Linked DNA regions of Columba livia: all the other regions are linked to region 2. Evidence: chromatin contacts called from public Hi-C data. All regions are on one chromosome and are shown on one strand. Each heading gives the region's core, a stretch centred on a gene start, on an enhancer-like site or on the middle of the called end of the contact. The rest is flanking DNA. Distances are from core to core; before and after follow the strand shown.

Region 1 (3,158 bases), core at 441-2,940, 230 kb before region 2:
TCCCCTGACACAGCCGAGCAAGGGCATCCCCTTCACCCCACCAGGAACAACACATCCATCTTGCCACCCACCATTTCTCTACAGTCCTCCGGGGAGCTCAGCCCCCCAGATCACATTTCTCTGGTGATTAAAGACAAAATTACCACCTATAACTTCTAGTCAATTTGAAAGCAACTGCTCCATGGGCAGAAATCACCTCTCTGCTCCTTTCAGCCACCCTGTTCCAGCAAGACCCACCAACTGTGCCATGACCTGCCGTGACAGGTACGTGTGGGTCCCGCGTAGGTCAGGCCAGCGCAGGTCTGGTCCCTGTCACCAGGCACGGGCAACCCAAGGGGAAAAGAATGAATATCTGTGACACAAAACAACCAGACCAAGAAACAGCAGCTTTGAAGGTTTATTTCCAAACAAACTTTCTGCATCCCCAGAAATACAGGCCACATGATGACCTGGACAATTTCATGCATTCATTACTAGGCAGTTAATGAAACCTCAGTATCTACACCCCAATTATCTACTTCTTGGTAGCGCATTGGAGCAGTTTTAACTCTTCAATGCTTATTTTTCACTCCAGTTATGTGGCAACCACAACTTTGACTCAGCAGTGGAGCTTTAAAGGAGCATCAAGGACTTTCTGCCGCCCCCAGACCTCCAGGCCTCTTCTACAGCATGTTCCTGGGAGCAGGGAATGTTCTTATTTGTGCAATACTCTGCACTCCAGGACTGGGCACAGCATTGCGGTACGGTAGTGCAAACAGCTGACGGCACAGAAACACCACATACGGCCTGTGCAAGAGCAAAGGTCTGGCTGAAGTCAAACCACAATCCCTCCCAAAATGCTCTCTGGGTCGTTCTCACCTGCCACCCGCTCGCTCCGTTCCACAGCACCAGCTTCTGTGCTGAAAAGGCCCACAAACAGTCATTCCTCATTCACCTCTGTCCTCTCAGGGTTTCACAGACCTGCGCTATTTCTCTTCCAGGCTGGTGAGCTCTCAATCATGTAATTAACTCCTCCAGAAGTCTTCCTGTGACTTTGATTATTCCTGTCATCCTTCCTTAGGCCTCACTCAGGTGAAACTCCAGCCAGGTGCCGGGCATCATCTGCAAAGATCCAAGGGGGAGAGTGGGCAAAGACAAACAAAACTGCACTTCACACCTACAGCCACGCCTTCCTGTGAAAAAACCCATTTCTGACAAAAAGACACTGAGTTATTGCATTATTATCTGCCATATTTCTTCAGGGATTAAAAAAAAATATCTTAAAAGTTGGTGGGTTTTTTCCCCTTCATAATATGAATCATTGGAGAAAGTATGAGCATTTATGCCAAACTTAATTTTATTTCTTTATTTTACACACAAAAATATACATTTATTCTATATTTTCTCTCTTTGCATCCCCAACACACACATAACACACTCTGCCGAAGGACCATTTTGAATGTGGCCCAAAGCGTTATATATATACATACATAAACATACAACAGGAGGAAGGTCAGTCCGGGACCTCACGCAGAAGCTCAGCAGCAGAACGTGCAACACTCCAGAAATACTGGAGTCCTGCCAGCAAAGGACAAGGACGGGACGGACGTGTGGACCACGTGCACAGGTGACAAAAAGGCCAGTTCCTAACTGGCTCTTCTCATCCCCGAGGAGGGCAAATACGTCCTCTCGGTCAGGGCGTTGAGAGTCTGCAAATACTCCTTGGGATGGAAAAGCGGTCACTCCATTTCTCAGCTGCTTTAAGACCTTTACACCTCTTGGCTGCCCGAGGCCCACCAGCTCCAGGGAAGCTCTGCAGGTTTGCCCAAGTTTTCCACCAGCGGTTCAGGATCAGCGCTGCAAGCAGCGTTCGGAGCAGCAGCAGAGCAGTCCAGCCACCACGTCATCCGTCCCTTTGCAAGCGAGCGAGCCAGCGTGGCCCAGGCTGCTTCACAGCAAGTGACAGGAGGAGCACAGAACAATTCCGTGATGTGGTAAGGGCTGAACCAGCCAGTTGCTTGTCCAGCCCTTCCATGGTCATTGCACGGAGGGTAAACGTGAAAGGCTGTTGATCTACATGAGACAATTCGGCTCTTGCACGTAGACAAATGGAATCCTTTTTTCCTCAAAAGTAAATAATAAAAAAGGGGGGTTGGTTTGTTTTCAAGGTGCCAATGCTACTTTGAGGCCTGTGGGGCAAAGTTCACAGGCAGAACAGAGAGGCTGCACTGCTCATTAACAAAAGAAAAAAAAGCAAAGGCCTGCATAGTTTTGGCAACCAATGTGAACTTCATGTTCTTACCCAAACTTTCTTTCCCTGAGGTGGGAACACCTGGTAGCAAACACCTGCTTGTGATCCAAACTAACACCTCCATGCTGCACCCTGCACGACAATTTCCCAGAAACTCTTACCTCAATATTTTTCAAGAACAGCAGTGAGTCGAGGCAAGAGATTCACACAGTTCCCAAACACTTCAAATTCCCTCTTGCCACCACAGGAAGTTGCTATTGCTTAGAGCAGATCTCCACCTGCCTGGAGGACTCAGGTAGGAAAGCACCCCCAAAGTGAGAGGAATACACCTCTGCATCCTTGGAGAGCACAGGGCATCCCAGAAACCAGCCTGACACAGCTTTCAGCTGAACAGTCCTGGACTGGAACACCATGTCTTGAAACTGCACACCAGACAGCTCAGACAGGAGCAGTCCCCCTTCCAGCACAGAAGAGGTTAGTAAGAAGTTCCAGATAGTCTTTAAATGAGCCACACTCCACACGCACAAAAGAATTTTCAACATATCAAGCCATAAAACCTGTTCAGACCAGCAGAAGGCTGGGGATCTGAACGGCAACACAAGAGAGGGACCCTGCCAGGGAAATGTCCATCTCCCACTTGCCTCCCTACTAAAACCGCCAGCCAGCTCCGTTCCAGCCCACTGTGGTGCTTGAGAGCTTCCAGTCACTAAATACTGACAGCTCAGATCATCAAGGGCTTCTGCTCTGCCTCAAGCACCTGAATGTCTCTGGAACCTTCATCTGCAGAGTCAGCTTCCTCCTTCAGAGCACTCCCCAGGATCCTGCCAGAGCCACGAAGCCGGACAGATGGAAAATTCACCTGCCTCAAAGGTTTTATTCTCAAAACTCAGCCCTGATTCAGTGTTGTTACTTAGATTTTCCTGTGAGC
Region 2 (3,394 bases), core at 324-2,823:
CTCTGCAGAGCCCTCCTGCCTTCCAGCAGGTCGACACTCCCTCCCAGCTTGGTGTCATCAGCAAATTTGCTGATGATGGTCTCAATCCCCTCATGTAAATCATCAATAAAGATGTTAAACAGGACTGGACCCAACACTGACCCCTGGGGAACACCACTAGTGACTGGCCGCCAGCTGGATGCAGCCCCATTCACCAGCACTCTCTGGGCCCGGCCCTCCAGCCAGTTCTTAACCCAGCGTAGAGGACACTTGTCCAAGCAGGCAGAAGAAGCAAAGCCGCCCTTCTTTACAGCCCATGGTTAGACAGGCAGAGATTGTACCACAAAAATCTTGACTGCACACGAACGTGCGGTTACACGGACCAGAGCGCAAAGCCCCGGTGCTGTTACGGGATCCTACAAAGATGAACCAGCCCTGCTTTGTAAGGTGAACGCTCGTGTGCATACGTATATGAGTGTCTATATAGACCCGTGTGTATTATACAGATGTACAAATAGATCTGTAATGCCCTCTAGCGATCCCAGCCCACGGATGCTACGAGACCTGGTGGAACATCAGCCAGAGCGTCTCCTTTTTCCTGCATAAAAAGAAATATCAGATCAACTCTGCGACATAGCATGTTGGTTGGAAAGCAGTTGCTTTATCTCTAATTAGAAATGGGTGAGTTAAAAGCAGTTTTGGTTAAGATGGATGTTTGAAATGAAGCTGCTGTGGACAAGAAGTAAACCATTATCAGACCCATTGTAGATGTCTTCAGTAACTCTTTGAGGAGACACAGGGTTCCAGAAGCCTGGAGAAGGGCAAATATGATGTCCACCAATTAAAAAACAACCAAACAAACAAACCCAAAACCAAAACAAAACCAACAGGGAAATGAATAGGAATTAGGATTGGTCTTTTAAAGCTGATCTCAGGAAAGCAGGGATCAAATAATGGAATAACACACACCTAAGTACCTAGAAAATAACAGTGAGTTTTGTGAAGCCATTATGTGTTTCACAGAAACAAAGGCTGACTAATTGCTTTGCATTAACACTTTTATTTGCTTTTCTCTAACTACCGTTTATCTTTACTTTACAGAGCAGTGGTAAATCTGTCTATAAAAGCCAGGAAAAAAAACACCACTAAGTCAGTGTGAGCACTTCTCACTTTTTGGCCCTCCTGGGTGGTTACAGAGACACACGGCACAATGTTTCCCATTTTCACGGATATTTCATGTTTTATGTGTGTTAAATCAGCCTCAGGCTCTGCGACACCACCCGCTGCTGTGGGTGCAGGCGGCTTCTTACTGCAGAGAAAGGCCTAAAACATCCCTCTATACAAACACTGAAGCAGAAAATACATTTTAAGTGTTAATTTATGTATTTATCTCACATGAACTTTTAAACCGCCGTCACGATATCTGGTAACACCTGAATGAGATGGCGGTCGGAGGGGTCAAAACTACAACTCCCAGCAAGCCGCGCGTCACCTCCTCATCTGATTGGTTGTGTAGGCTCGCGGGGAGCCAATCAGCATCAGGGGAAGCCGCACGGGGTGTGAGTCTCTCTGGCCGCTGTGCATGCTGGGAGTTGTAGGCGCAGGGCGCAAGGCGACGGTTGCGCAGTGGCGGTGCCCGGCGAGCGCGGCGCGTGGCAGGAAGCGGAAGGGGGCGGCCGGGCTCGAGCCCTGACGTGTCTCTCCGAGGCCGCCGATCTCTCCGCGCTCCCGTCCGGCGGCCGCCATGGGCAGTGAGTACCGGGGACCGGGGGACAGGGGGCTCCGCGGGATGCGGGACCACCGGCTGCCCTCTCACAGGCACCTGAGGACGGGCCCTCCCTATCCCCCCGATCCCTCCTCCGCCTCCAGGCCCCTCTAAGCGGCCGCTGCCCCCGCCCGCCCGCCCCGATCTGGGTCCAGGCCTCTCCGCGCCCAGTCCTGTGGGGGTTTTCTCTCCTCTGATTTGGAGGCTCCCTCTGGAATTTTTTATTTTCTCCCTTTCGCAGTGAAATCACAGAATCCCAGAATGTCAGGGGTTGGAAGTGCCCTGGAAAGCTCATCCAGTGCAATCCCCCCATGGAGCAGGAACACCCAGATGAGGTTACACAGGAAGGTGTCCAGGCGGGTTGGAATGTCTGCACAGAAGGAAACTCCACAACCCCCTGGGCAGCCTGGGCCAGGCTCTGCCACCCTCACTGAGAAGTTTCTTCTCGTGTTTAAGTGGAACCTCTTGTGTTCCAGTTTAAACCCATTACCCTTGTCCTATCACTGATTGTCACTAGAAGAGCCTGGCTCCATCCTCCTGACACTCACCCTTTATATATCTGTAAACATTAATGAGGTCACCCCTCAGTCTCCTCTTGTCCAGCTCCAGAGCCCCAGCTCCCTCAGCCTTTCCTCACACGGGAGATGCTCCACTCCCTTCAGCATCTTGGTGGCTGCGCTGGACTCTCTGCAGCAGTTCCCTGTCCTGCTGGAACTGAGGGGCCACAGCTGAACACAATATTCCAGGTGTGGTCTCCCCAGGGCAGAGTAAATGCCCATTCCCTGGTTATGGCAGGTGTTCTAGGGCAGGATCGACCATCCCAGGCAGTGGATACTGGGGTGGGGAGGGCCGTGTTGTCCCCTTGGTGACTGGTTGTAACACCGTAAGCCAAAACCTCAATGACAGTGTCAAGAGTAAACTACGAAGGGGGATCTGCAGTCCAGAAGGAATTCAAGCGGATGGATCTCCAGGGTCTGCTACCTTGAGGAAGAGCTGCTTGGAAAGCATTTTAGCCAATCTGTATCATGGTAGATGTAAAAGAGAATCACAATTTAAGTTTAAAACCACAGTCCAATGTAACATTTCAGGCAGTTAATTGATTGAAATTAAGTAAATAATTTTTATGAGCGGGTCTGAAAGCCTTAGGAAGTCGACAATGAAGTGGGTGCTCTCAACAGAGAAGTGCAAACCCTCCAGTAGTTTCAGTTCTTCTTCTGCATCTTTGCACACGTTTTAATTCAAATCAGTCCAAAATATGTATACAGCCTTAGGCTTGGCTCGAGAAGTTTAACATTAATTCTTTTCCAAATCAAATCTGTGCTCATAGGAGAACATGTGACTAAAGTACGTGCCCAAATTCAGTTTTACTTGAGCTTTTCTCAGTGTTCTTTGTATCCGTGTGTTCACTTTGTCTTTTAACTCATTTCCTTACAGTAAAATTTCTTGAAGTAATCAAGCCCTTCTGTGTTATCTTGCCTGAAATCCAAAAGCCAGAACGGAAGGTAAGTTAATAAACTCGTCCTAATTCTGTATTTGTGTAATATAAAATGTTTACAGCTTAGTTTGCGTTTGTGGGGTTTTCTTTTATTTTTCTTCTTGGGTGAATGGCAGTTTTAGGCACGATGGTTTTCAGCAGAGTGCTTGTCTAGT
Region 3 (3,086 bases), core at 193-2,692, 150 kb before region 2:
GGTAGCAATACAAGGTCTCAGCTCTATCTGTTTTCTCCTCCACCTGCCCCCTTTCCTCCCGGGGAGCACGGACAGAAAGCAGAGGCTCTGGTTTGAAATTGAGATGGTTCTTCAAAGAGAGTATAAGGCGCAAGGAGCTCTGTGCCCCAGGGAACGTGGCGATGGTGTGGCTGAGATCAGAGGGGCTCTCAGTCTCTGCAGGATGGTGGCCAGATGTGATCTGAGATGTCCAAGCTGCAAATTACTCCTGAATGTCTAGAACACCATCTGTAACACAGAGTCCAACACATGCTTAGGACTTTGCATCCTGCAGACAGCCTCGTGGTATGTGGGGTGTAAAGAAAGGACGAGAAGTGACCTGGTAACTGCTGTGGAGTACGGTGTGCTGGTTGAGAATACAGTTTGAGATCCCACCTCAAGGATCCCACCAGGCAAAGGATGTAGCATCAAACAGAGGTACTTTTTTGTATGGATTACTGCAGTATGGCCTGGGAGCATCGCAGCAGGATCCCACTGCACCCAGTGCTGTTGGCAGATTGTCTGTTCCCGTCCGCCTTTGCAGGAGCACATCTGTCCTTCACAGAGGGCTTGGGGCAGCTCCAACAGGCAGAGATGACAACCACCTTCATCCGTGCTGGCTCGCCAGAGCCTCATGGGCTCATCTGGGCTGCCAGCTGTTCTTGTCACCGCCCTTGTTCCTGCTGGACCTGAACTGGCTGCGGCTCGGCGCTGCTGCCCTAGAACACTTGGAAACACTTGTGTCTGGCCCTGGAAGCGACAGGGTTGTGGTTTTGTTTTCTTTGCAATAAAACGCACCTCCTGGGTGTCTCAACACTGACCCGAGCAGAGTCCTTTGCCTGATTGCATCTGAATTCACATCCGCCGTGTTGGCCGGGTCCCCGCAACGGGGTGGTGGGATCAGCCTTACCCCTTTAATTCTCCCTTTGCAGGTTGCTGCAGAATCCTTGAGCTGTGCCAGCTGTGGGAAACTCGTTCTTCCATGAGGTGACAGTCCTGGTCCTGTGGGGTGACAGTCCTGGTCCTGTGGGGTGTCCCCTGCCTCATCCTGGCAGAACCAGCCCAGGACCCCTGTTCCTTGCTAGGGGGGCTGAGCGTGAGCCTCTGTTCCCGAGCAGTTCACACGACTGTGCCATGTGTGTCCCAGCACCAGTGTCCCCAACCAGCCCCCACCATCCCACCCCTGCTCCAGCGCTGAACCCCACGCAACTGGACGTGGTTCAGAGCCCCTCCATGTGCTCCAGCCCCTCCCATCCAAATTCTGGACCAGAACCCCCACCAGGTGTGTTCCAGAGCAGCCCCCCATGCCCGTTCCAGAACACCCCCGTGTCACCCCTTGCACCCACCCCGTTCCACGCGTGTCCCACGGATTCGGGCGGCAGTTGCTCCTCCGTGCCGCGCGGGGGCGCTGCGCGCCGCACCGCTGGGCCAGGCCGGCCCGGGGGGCGCTCCTCCCCGCCGCGGTGTTTACATCCGCCGCCGCTTCCGTCCCGCCGCCGCTGCCCTGCGGCCGCTCCCCGGCCCGGCCCGGCCCGGTCCCCTGCGGCTGCTCCTCCGCTCTCCGCGTCAATGCGGCGCCGCCGCCCCGCGGCCTGCCCCGGCCATGGACACCAGCGACCTCTTCACCAGCTGCAAAAAAGGGGACGTGAGCCGCGTCCGGTGAGCCGAGCGGGGGGTGGGTGGTTCCTGGTGTTCTCCCCGGGTGAGCCGCTGCCTTTAATCGCTTTGGCCGCCCGGGGAGCGGGGCCTGGCCCGGGCCCGGCGGTGGCAGCCCGGCCTTGCCCAGTCGCTTCACGGTCCTGTGGCCGCCCCGGGGCCGGGTTCCCAGAGGCCCTTCCCGGCCTTTCCCGGCGGCCCAGCCCGTGGGCTCTCGGGGCAGCCGCGATGCCAGGGGATAACTGCAGTGTGAACAGGAGAGTTGCTCTATAAGTAATCGCGCCTGGCTTTTTCCTCTCAAGGAATCTCGGGAGCTCTCAGCACAGGACAGACATGGACCTGTTGGAGAGGGGCCGGAGGAGCCACAGAAATGATCCGAGGCTGGAACAGCTCTGCTGGGAGGACAGGCTGAGAGAATTGGGGTGTTCAGCTGGAGAAGAGAAGCTCCGGGGGGACCTTAGTGTGCCCTTCAGTTCTGAGTTGTCTGGGATTTTGAATGCGGTCAGAGGGACGTGAAGTTTGAGATGGGAAAGCTGAAGGGAGCAAAAGGGAGGATCGACGTGGTGGGTGAAAAAAGGAAACCAACTGGAGAATCTTTGTGCAGGCTGAGAGGGACTTTTAAACGTGGTTAGGAGAGATGGTTTTGCAGTATTTGGGGAGAGGATGTAGCAGGAGCCAGGCTGTGCAGGGGATTTGTGTGCAAGGCGAAGGCCGTCTTCTCCAGGTGTTAAAGAGCGAGTGTTGGCAGCATTTGATGTAGCCTAAGTGTGCAGGATAAGGAAGTGGTAGGAATTAAGAGCAGCCTGGAATGACACTGGTGCTGTTACTTGTGGCAAGAAAAGCCACAAGCAGGAGGGGAGTCCAGCCTTGGATTGTAAACTTGGCCACTTATTTGTGAGCAGCCAGGCCGTGAGCACTGCTGGGGAACGTGAAGGTGCTGGTGAAGTGTTCCAGCTGTTTCTGATTGCTGCCCTGTTAGGGGTCAGCAGGAGGTGGGTTTGATCCCCTTCTTTCCCCATGAGCACTATTTAAAACTGAAGGGAGCTGCCAAGCTGTGCTGCAGAACTGCAGAATGCTGTTCTTTGGGCAGAGGGTTTGGCTGATGCCCCTTCAGCCATAGCTGACAGCTTCCCGAGTTGAATGCAAGATCCTGTCATACCTTTGGAAGTTACTGTATAAACTCAAAGTTACTCTTTTGAAAGAGGAGGATGTGAGTGTTCTGGTTTTGCCCAGGATAGTTTTCTTCCTGGTAGCTGGTATGGGGCTGTGCGTTGGATTTGCGCTGGAAACGGTGTGGATAACGCAGGGATGTTTTCCTTACTGCTGCGCAGTGCTTACGCGGAGTCAGGGCCTTTTCAGCTCCTCGCACTGCCCACCAGCGAGGAGGCTGGGGGTGCACGAAACATTGGGAG

The links. A called contact is a pair of places that touch in the nucleus more often than the background predicts.
Region 1: a Hi-C map of liver shows a contact between it and region 2, with 2.2 times the contacts expected there. The contact joins the promoter of CHCHD6 here to the promoter of SEC61A1 in region 2. A contact is called at or near these places in 2 of 2 Hi-C or Micro-C datasets (crop and liver).
Region 3: a contact with region 2 is called in a Hi-C map of liver, with 2.8 times the contacts expected there. The contact joins the promoter of ABTB1 here to the promoter of SEC61A1 in region 2. A contact is called at or near these places in 2 of 2 Hi-C or Micro-C datasets (crop and liver).

What each region holds. Positions count from the first base shown.
Region 1 is chr10:20,127,734-20,130,891 of bColLiv1.pat.W.v2, forward strand. CHCHD6 (coiled-coil-helix-coiled-coil-helix domain containing 6) reads right to left here and starts at 1,691. Exons shown (of 13, transcript XM_065075663.1): 1 at 1,470-1,691; 2 at 859-1,101; 3 at 253-352. It overlaps TPRA1 (transmembrane protein adipocyte associated 1), which reads right to left. Exons shown (of 11, transcript XM_065075651.1): 11 at 1,319-3,158.
Region 2 is chr10:20,355,480-20,358,873 of bColLiv1.pat.W.v2, forward strand. SEC61A1 (SEC61 translocon subunit alpha 1) reads left to right here and starts at 1,574. Exons shown (of 12, transcript XM_065075679.1): 1 at 1,574-1,730; 2 at 3,179-3,246. The coding sequence starts at 1,724.
Region 3 is chr10:20,201,231-20,204,316 of bColLiv1.pat.W.v2, forward strand. ABTB1 (ankyrin repeat and BTB domain containing 1) reads left to right here and starts at 1,443. Exons shown (of 12, transcript XM_065075673.1): 1 at 1,443-1,677. The coding sequence starts at 1,622. PODXL2 (podocalyxin like 2) reads left to right here. Exons shown (of 8, transcript XM_065075671.1): 8 at 1-838.